2 separate regions of the Mus musculus genome follow, and region 1 is linked to region 2. The links are chromatin contacts, called in public HiChIP or PLAC-seq maps. All regions are on one chromosome and are shown on one strand. The core of a region is the stretch at or near the end of the contact, and the rest is flanking DNA. Distances in the headings are between cores, read along the strand shown.

The links. HiChIP or PLAC-seq counts read pairs in DNA pulled down with a chosen protein or histone mark.
Region 1: an H3K4me3 HiChIP or PLAC-seq map of bone marrow-derived macrophages shows a contact between it and region 2, with 4 times the contacts expected there. The contact joins two enhancer-like sites. A contact is called at or near these places in 1 of 39 promoter capture datasets (hippocampal neurons), 11 of 115 datasets of contacts at active chromatin or transcription factors (the NIH/3T3 cell line, bone marrow-derived macrophages, embryonic basal ganglia and 6 more) and 2 of 9 other capture datasets (adipose tissue and liver).

The regions. Positions count from the first base shown.
Region 1 is chr6:73,226,996-73,231,494 of GRCm38.p6, forward strand. No RefSeq gene overlaps it. Among named protein-coding and RNA genes, the nearest start is that of Gm40377, 6.4 kb to the left of the region's middle. Within about 2 kb of position 1,541, at least 60 of the 459 cell types and tissues checked have an H3K27ac peak or open chromatin away from gene starts, as enhancers often do. A contact at or near this core is called in bone marrow-derived macrophages, where this site is marked.
Region 2 is chr6:72,875,304-72,879,767 of GRCm38.p6, forward strand. The region is part of intron 1 of Kcmf1 (potassium channel modulatory factor 1); the gene reads right to left. Among named protein-coding and RNA genes, the nearest start is that of Kcmf1, 22 kb to the right of the region's middle. Within about 2 kb of position 1,533, at least 7 of the 459 cell types and tissues checked have an H3K27ac peak or open chromatin away from gene starts, as enhancers often do. A contact at or near this core is called in bone marrow-derived macrophages, where this site is marked.

The DNA.
Region 1 (4,499 bases), core at 291-2,790, 350 kb after region 2:
TCATACACACACACTCATACATACACTCACACACACTCACATACACATACACACACACATTCACTCACATTCACACACATACTCATACATTCACACACACTCATACACACATACATACACTCACACACTCACATACACACACATACATTCACACACACACACATTCACACACACACTCATACACACTCATACACACACACACACACACGCACAGATATGACTTCATTTTTATAAGCGCTGACTTCATATAAACTCAGAAAGTATATGGTAGAAAGCCATAAATGTTCATGACATACATCTGTGTGATAGCCTTTGGCTTTTTATATTTTAAAATAAAGACTTTATGCTATTCTAAATATCAGAAAAGTGAGTGGGTGTAAAACTGACACAAGAAGGTACAAACTTTGGCAGAAATCAGGGTGGAACAGATCAGGGACAGGGTAATTTAACCTTCAATGAAAAGAAATGGTATCTGGCCCAAGAGATGGTCCAGTGGCTAAGCAGGCTTGCTGCCACAGCTGACAGCGGAAGTTCGACTCCCCAAACCCACACAGTGGAAGGGAAGAGCTGATTTCTGCAAGTTGTCATCTGACCTCCGCCACCACATACACAAAATAAATATTTAAAACCCCTTAAAAAAAACCGAGTCTGTTCTATGACAGTGAGAGGAAGATGGAGGGTGAAGTGAGCAAATCGGAAGATTTAGGTAGGGCCAGGTTCTATTTTCTTTATGAAGCAGGAGATATGAAGAAGGATAGATGGATAATGGTAAGGGAGAATTTAAATTTCAGGTCCTGTAGACCTTTGGAAATTGTGTTTACGGTTGTGTATACATATTGTTTTCTATAAATGTGATCACTTCTTAAAGGACTCTGTGATCGATTTTTCCTCAGACCTGGGAAGGTGGTCTCTATCTCTTAGCTTTGTGTGTGTGTGTGTGTGTGTGGGGGGGGGGGGGGGGGCGTCGGCTTTGCAAGGTTTCCTGATGCATAGTTTGTTCCTTTGGCGCCATCTTGTGGTCAAATGAATATACTACAAAATAAGTTAGGAATTGTGGCTCTAGTAGTTTCTTAGACTTGTAAAAAACTTGAGAGATTAGTTTCTCAGAAGTTATGAAAGTCAATAATTATTACTATATTTTCTTGTAGTTGAGACATTGTTTATATATATATACATATATACATATATACATATATACATATATACATATATACATATATACATATATACATATATACATATATACATATATACATATATACATATATACATATATACATATATACATATATACATATATACATATATACATATATACATATATACATATACACACACACACACACACACACACACATATATATATATATATATATATATATATATATGATAAACCATGGTCAGTCTTGGGTAGTTCTATTCTGGGAATTAAAAGTTTTTGGAAGGGAAACATCCCCTTTTCTTCAGAGGATTCCAGTGTGCAATCAAGTCCCAGAGCCTCTGGCTTAAGTCCTTAATCTTCACAGTGTGGTTTGCGGGCTAGTAGCATTGTGTCATCTGGAACTTGTTAGATACACAGGCTCTAACTTCCTGCCTCCAACTCCCGAGTCAGCCAGCACCACATTTCGAAAGCAGCAATTCCTGCATGTTAAGTTTTAAGGGCTGTCCTGGACAAAGGGTCTCTAGAGTACTCAAGTTAGGAGTGGTGCCCAGCAAGTAGGCGTTTCCTCCCCTCCCTTCTTTCCTCTCTCCCTCCCTTCCTTTCTCTCTTTCTTTCTTGTTGTTGCAAATATTTAATCTCAATCAGGGGTTTCTACCCAGCCTTTGATCATTCAGTTCTCAGATAAAAGATACACAACCTTTATATGCACTAGAGCTGGGTAGGTATCTACCCTCTGAGCTATTAGAATCTATTTCCCCATCAGTAACCCCGAGTTATAACTTGCTGTGTTCCAACTGGGCAGCTCTTAACTCCAGTTGGCCATTCCTTGGGGCCATGTTTTCATGACACACCCACCCCATAGCATCTTCTCCTCTCTCCGTATCCCCACCCTGCTCCCAGGGCTCCTGCCTCAGACTCCCAGCCAGGGAACCAAAACCCCACCTACCTCTCTTCTGCCCAGCTATAGGGTGTCAGCATCTTTATTCAACCAATAGTTTTAAGTTAAGTTAGTTAGTGGATTCACTAATCCCTGGAGGCAACCAGGCGTTGAGGGCCAGTATTTAGCATTACAACACATAGCAAAAGACAAAACCTCAACTGCCTTCCTTCCTTCTTTCCTTCCTTCCTCTCTTTTTCTTATAACACAGTGTTTGTCTGTGTAGCTTCTTGGCTATCCTGGAACTCTGTAACCAGGCTGGCTTTGAACTCAAGAGATCCGCTTGCTTCTGCCTTCTAAATGCTGAGATTAAAGGCTGCACCACCATGCCTGACTGGGTTTCTCCTGCAGAACGTATGTTACTCTATGACCCTGTGAGAAGACTTTTACTGTAAGAAATCCCGTCTGTGGCAGAGCCATCAGCTCTCTTCTGCAGTATCCTCACGATCTCCTTTAACACATTTGAGGACAATAGCATTCTTCCCTCATTTCTTCTCTGAGCCTTTACCCTCCTAAACACCCTGTGTCTTAGGTCTACGTACAACACTTTTGCAGAACTTTTTTCTGGTAATTCCACAATAAAAATGACTGTCAGAACTGAGGGTGACCAATCTTCTGACTGATAGAAAGTAACAAGGAGCCACAAGAAACTCTAGAAAGAAAAATGATTCTCTTCTATGTTTGTTATGTCATAACATATCTGTAAACTCAAAGTCCCTGTTCCTGCCCCTGCTACTGTCGCTTACTCTTTTCTGATTGGCCACATCATGCTGAAAGAACCTAGTGGGGAAACCCCCACTCAATTGTCGTTCGGCACGCACCCAAGAATCACGAACAGACAACCACGAACAGACGACCATCTTGATGTAAAAGCATGAGGTAGTTTAATGACGGAGCTCCGGGCCGACACATATCTCTCGCAGGAGACAGAGGTGTCGACCACATGGTGGAGCCATAATGGCGGAGCTCTGGTTCGAAACTTATCTCACACAGGAGACAGTGGTTTCGACCCCGAGGCTTGGAAGCTAGGGACTTTTATAGAAAAGGGGTGGGGCTGGGGGAGGAATTGGTGCGGTTTCACATGATTGGTCCATTTAAACATCAACAGACTGTCAGAAGGGCGGGAGATAGGGAGGTACCAGGCCAGTCAGGACAGGTAATGATGGGCCTGCCCGGGCATGTCCCGGCCTGTTCTGCTATTTTTTTTAGCCCCAGGTTTTAAAGCTCACAAACAACTCTTTGGGCTATTTGACATATTTCCTTTCAATGCCTCCTGACATCCTTGCATGTTATGATCATTCCTTAAAACTAAGCAAGTTTCCCTGTTAGCCAGTCCCAGGCGAGTCCTTCTCTCCATATGTTAGCCTAACATCTCACTCCATCACCTGTCTTTGGGCTGCTGCGCCTGCCAACAGTACCCCACTCTGGCTTCCTTTGGGTCATTTGAACTACATGTGTAGCTACCCCGTCTTTGGGTGGCCATTTCATTTAAAGCAGTGGTTCTCAACCTGTGGGTCATGACTCCTTTGGGGGGAAGGGGGTTACATGTGAGATATTTAAATTATGATTCATGATAGTAGCAGAATTACAGCTAGGAAGTAGCACTTAAATAATTTTATGGCTGGGGGTGGGGGTCACCTCAACATGAGGAGCTGTATTAAAGGGTCACAGCATTAGAAATGTTGAGGACCACTGGTGTAGGGTCTTTCAGAGACATCCAGTGCCATCGTTTTCACCGGCCCCTTTACTTTAGGAATTGAAATCACCTAAAGTTGGCCAAAATTTCTTGCCTACAGGATGTACAGTGCCTCTGAGAGAATTTTGCAATATTTGTTGATTTTGAAAGCTGGGGATGGATCTGGAGAGAGGTCTAAGCTGCGAGGAGCACTTAGAGGACAGGGGTTCAAGTCCCAGCGCCCACAGAGCAGTCCAAAACCACCTGCAACTCCAATGCCAGGGGACTCTGACTCCTTTTCTGGCCTACAAGGGCAACAGATGTTCATTGGCTTTTAAAACCATTTGATCAAAGGCACAAGGATATTTTTTTATAAGGAACTTGTTCTTAGCTTTTTAAAGAGGGTGTGTTCAAATAAAATATAATATAGATTGATATAACCGATAAGGTAACGAGGTAAAGCTATCTGTTTTGAATGAATAGTGTGTTAAATACAATTAATGAAACATGGGTCACAGATATACATTACCTCATTTTGTTCAAAAGAATGGTATACTGTCCAGGCAAACGTATAAAACACAGGCTATATAGTGTCTAGTCTGTTCAAACAGTGTAATATAGAATCTGTATATATACAATATCTTGTCCATATATGTAGCACACAGCACAGGTCAGCTAACTGTATACTCTGGGTTGAATTCAGATTGCTACCTGGTTTTATAAAT
Region 2 (4,464 bases), core at 283-2,782:
GCCAACTTAGGCTTCACAGGGAGACCTATACAGCCCTGCCTCCAAAATCGATGGATGGGTGGGGAGCCTCCACATGTATGTATAGGCCAGCACACTCACACATGGATGATATAGAGAGACTTAATTGTCACATGAAAAATGTTTCCTGAGTGTATCCTAATCCATTCAAGTTGATACCTGAAGTTAGGCATCACAGTGGAACTAAAAAACAAATGCTCACCAAAACTAGAAATAATGTTTTATGTTTACATAAAAAAATAGAAGTAGGCATAATGTACACAAGCTGGGTACTGATGCCCAAGGATGCCAGAGGGTATTAGCTCCCTCCCCACAATCAAACTGGTGTTCTGGGCGGCTCCAAGCCTGGCTGTGAGCACTGGGAACTGAAGTCGGCCTCTGCAAGAGCAGTAAGCACTCTCAACCACAGCCATCTCCCCAGCCCCTTAGGCTTAAATACTTTTAAAGTTAGAGTTTTATTTCTATTTTTAGTGACCCTTTTCCTCTTCCAGATTTGTTTTATTTGAATGTGATTTGCCTGGATGTATAAATGTGCATCATGTGATGTGTGCCTGGTGTCAGAAAAGGGCATCAGATCTCCAGGGAACTGGAGTTATGAATGGCTGCAAATTACCACGTGGCTGCTGGAAATCAAACTTTAGACTGCTATAAAAGCCCTAGTTATCATAGAACTTATTATGTAGTCCAGGCTAGCCTCAAAGTCAAAGACATCTGCCTATCTCTGTCCTCCTAGGTGCTGGAATTAAAGGTCTACCACCTTATTTTTTGAGATAGTCTCTCTCACTATCTGACCCCAATAACCCTTAGACTGAGGTTACAGATAGATATGCTTGAGCAGAGAGGAGGATCTCTGAGTTCAAATCCAGCCTGGTCCACCTAGTAAGTTCTATCATAGCCAAGGCTATATAGTGAGACCCTGACTCTAAATAAAGTGCCATGTGTGAAGCTATTAACCAACACCAAGGCCCTGCCCCTCAAATCAATGTATATTATAATGTTTTTTGTTTTTACGTTCTGGTTGAGATCTACAAGTGAGCAGTCTTTAACCTGTTTTGAAGACAGTGCCTCATTTATTTTAAAAACATATTTTAATACCTGTTGATTGTCTGAAATATAGTTAACTTACATCATTAACTTAAATCTTTTTATCTACATTATGGTATGGTAACTATGGTAAAGTAGGTAACTATCTCCATCTACTTAAAATAAATGTGCTTTGATTGAAAAGAAGTTTTTAAAAAAAGTCATTCTGCTTTACAGAGTGCAAAAAACAGGCTACTGAGGCAGGAGGATCTTGAATTAGAGACAGGCTAGCTGGGCTACATAGTCAGACCCCATCTCTTAAAAAAAAAAAATTTAAAAAGAAGAAGAAAAATCAAAGAGAGTCTCAGAGCTACAGATACTAGAATGGAAACAGCGTTGTGAATGATAACTGTTTACTGACTAGGAGTAACGTGGATAAAGTAATGCATGTGAGCACGAGGCCTCTGTGTTTTCCAGCACTCACATCTAAACCACATCAGCAGTGCACGTCTGCAAGCTCAACCACAACTTCTTTAAACTGGAATAGAGTTGAAGAGATTCAAACTCTACGGAAATATGTATTTGTCCTATGACTTTTATTTCTATTATGTGCTTATTTTATAAGCACTATAAAATTTCTTATGCTGTATTTTATGCTACAGATCAAGGACAAATAATCCGGTAAACTAATATAGAAGCAGTGTCCAATTCTTGTGATTATAGGGAACAGAGCACACAGTTTGACATGTCTCGGATAAGGTCCCTCGGACTTCTGCTTGCAGCGTAAGGGTCTCATACCTTGTAATTCACTTCCCATACTCCAGACCCATTGAGCAATGACAGGGATGGCTGGGGAGAGAGGCTGACTGTCCACAGAACGGGTCATCTTATCCACTTGATTATTGAACTCCTCCTCGGCTGAAGTCACCTTTTGGTGAGCATTTACATGGGACACAAATATCTTCACATCCTTTGCCCATTTGGAGAGATCTATCCACATACTTCTTCCCCAGATGTCTTTCTCACCAATTTTCCAATTGTGATCTTTCCAAGTCCCTGACCATCCAGCCAATCCATTGGCTACAGCCCATGAGTCAGTGAATAATCGTACATCTGGCAATTTCTTCTTGCAAACAAACTGTAATACCATGTGTACTGCCCGAAGTTCTGCCCAATGTGAAGATTTCCCATCACCTGTGTCTTTCAAGGTTGTCCCAGAAAGGGGTTGTAATGCTGCAGCTGTCCACTTCTGGGTGGTGCCTGCATAACGTGCAGAGCCATCAGTAAACCAGGCTCTAGTCTTCTCCTCTTCGGTCAGTCGATCATAGGGAACACCCCATGAGGCTATAGGCACATGTTTGGCAGCAGATGGCATTGTAACAGGATTGTATCTTCTACCTTCCCATCTCTTACATATATGCCTTCTGCAAGTCATTCCCTCAATTGCTTTCTTGCCTTTTCTGTCTTAATTAAAAAACAAACTAAAAACCCTCTCAAACATGAAGAAATCCTAAATGCAGGCAGAGCATGATGGTCCATGCCTGTAACCTCAGTGCTCAGGAGGTGGGAACAGAAGGATCAAGAATTTAGGCCAGCCTTAGGAACCTGCTTTAGTTACAGCCTGTCTCAACAACCTGACCAAACAACAAACCCCAGAACTGGCAAGGTGGCTCAGCAGGTAAAGAGACTTGTCAGTTCTGAAGACCTGCATTTGATTTCTAGATCCACATGATACAAACAGAGAATGGACTCCCAGAAAACTCTCTTCTGACCTTTACTCATGTGCCACGACACACACGCGCGCGCGCACACACACACACACACACACAAGAGCTGTTGAAATGGCTCAGTGAGTAATGACTGAGTTTAATTCAGGGAATCCACATAGGAGAGACCCAACTACCACATGTCCTCTGACCTACATGTATACATTTTAAAAGGTAACAAAACTAAAATTAAAAAATTAAGGAGCCTCTTTGAATTTTAATTCATAAAATAGTAGCAAAACATGATTTTTTTAGCTCTTATAAAGTGTTCATTTATGAAAGTCACTGTGCTTCCTATCTTACTAGCCTCACTTGAGCAGTGCTTAGTGAGTGGGTAATAGTGGTTCCTAAGAGGTGCCATCAAAGCATGGCTGTTACAATGCTTCTGCCTAGAAGTTGGGAAGTGGCTGCCAGGTAGTCACTGTCTGCAATGTAATGGATGACAGCTGGTGAGCTTCCTACCTTTCACCTGGCTTCCAAATGGACCGGGGTGGGGGTGGGGTGGGGGGGACAGGACACACGACAAAAAAACTAACTTTGTACTTCTTTTGAACCAGCTGCATTTTACATGTAAATACTAAATATTTCTTTAGGCTTTAAAACACACATCATCAGCAATGCAACGTTTGGAATGTGATGGCCTTGAGTTGGTCACTAGGAGACAATGCTGGTAACAACACTGTGTAGTTCATGACTGCTAATAAAATGCTTAATTGCTCCAGAGCCATTATACCTTGGGCTGTTTGGGGGATCAAACTCAGGGCCTCTTGAATGTTTCTAAAGTATTCTTTCTATTACTGACTACACCCCAGGACTGAGAATTAATATTATAAAAGGCATTTGTTTTTATTTTTATTTCTCTGTCTTTGTGTTTGGGTGCCTGCAGAAGCAAGAGGGCTCTCTTTGGATCCCTGGAGCTGCAGTTACAGACACAAGCAGCCTGACATGCATGCTGGGAATTGACCTCAGTTCCTCTATAAGGGCAAGAAGTGTTCTTAACAGCTGAGGCATCTCTCTAGCCCAGGAAGACATTATTAAACAGTATTTCATTTTTCTTTAGTAGGGTTTCTGGTTATTTCTTTTTAGAACATGAGAATAAGATCTATTTATAGAAAATTTCCAGAAAATTTATTATAGAAAAGTGGTAAGAAACCCAACATCTCTAAGCACTATGAAAGAATGGTTCCAAGAGATTCACATCAGTGACTACGAGATGAGAGACAGTGTGCCACTAGGGCCAACTTAAGCAACCAGACATAATGGTCCTCTTGGTGCGATAGAAGAAGTTTCGTAAAATATTCAGCATCTATAAAATATCCTTTCTAAAAATAAACCTGTGGACTGTATCATTTAAAAGGAACATGGAGGATGAAAGAATACATAAATTACACCCCAAATGTGTACAACCAGCCAGAGACCAACTGCTAAGAAGCCGCACCTCCCTCTTGCGAGCCCAGCATTTGGGAAGCAGTGGAGCAATGGAGAACGCCCTGATACCCAAACAAATAACAGCAGCACAGGCCACCACAAAGAAGCAGCACTAGCCAAATTGGTGAGTTCCAGGGTCAGTGAAAAATTCTGTCTCCAAAATGAAGGTAACTGAGGAATGACACCCACACCATGCACAGCATTCACAGGTTTGTCTTAGCAAGAGATC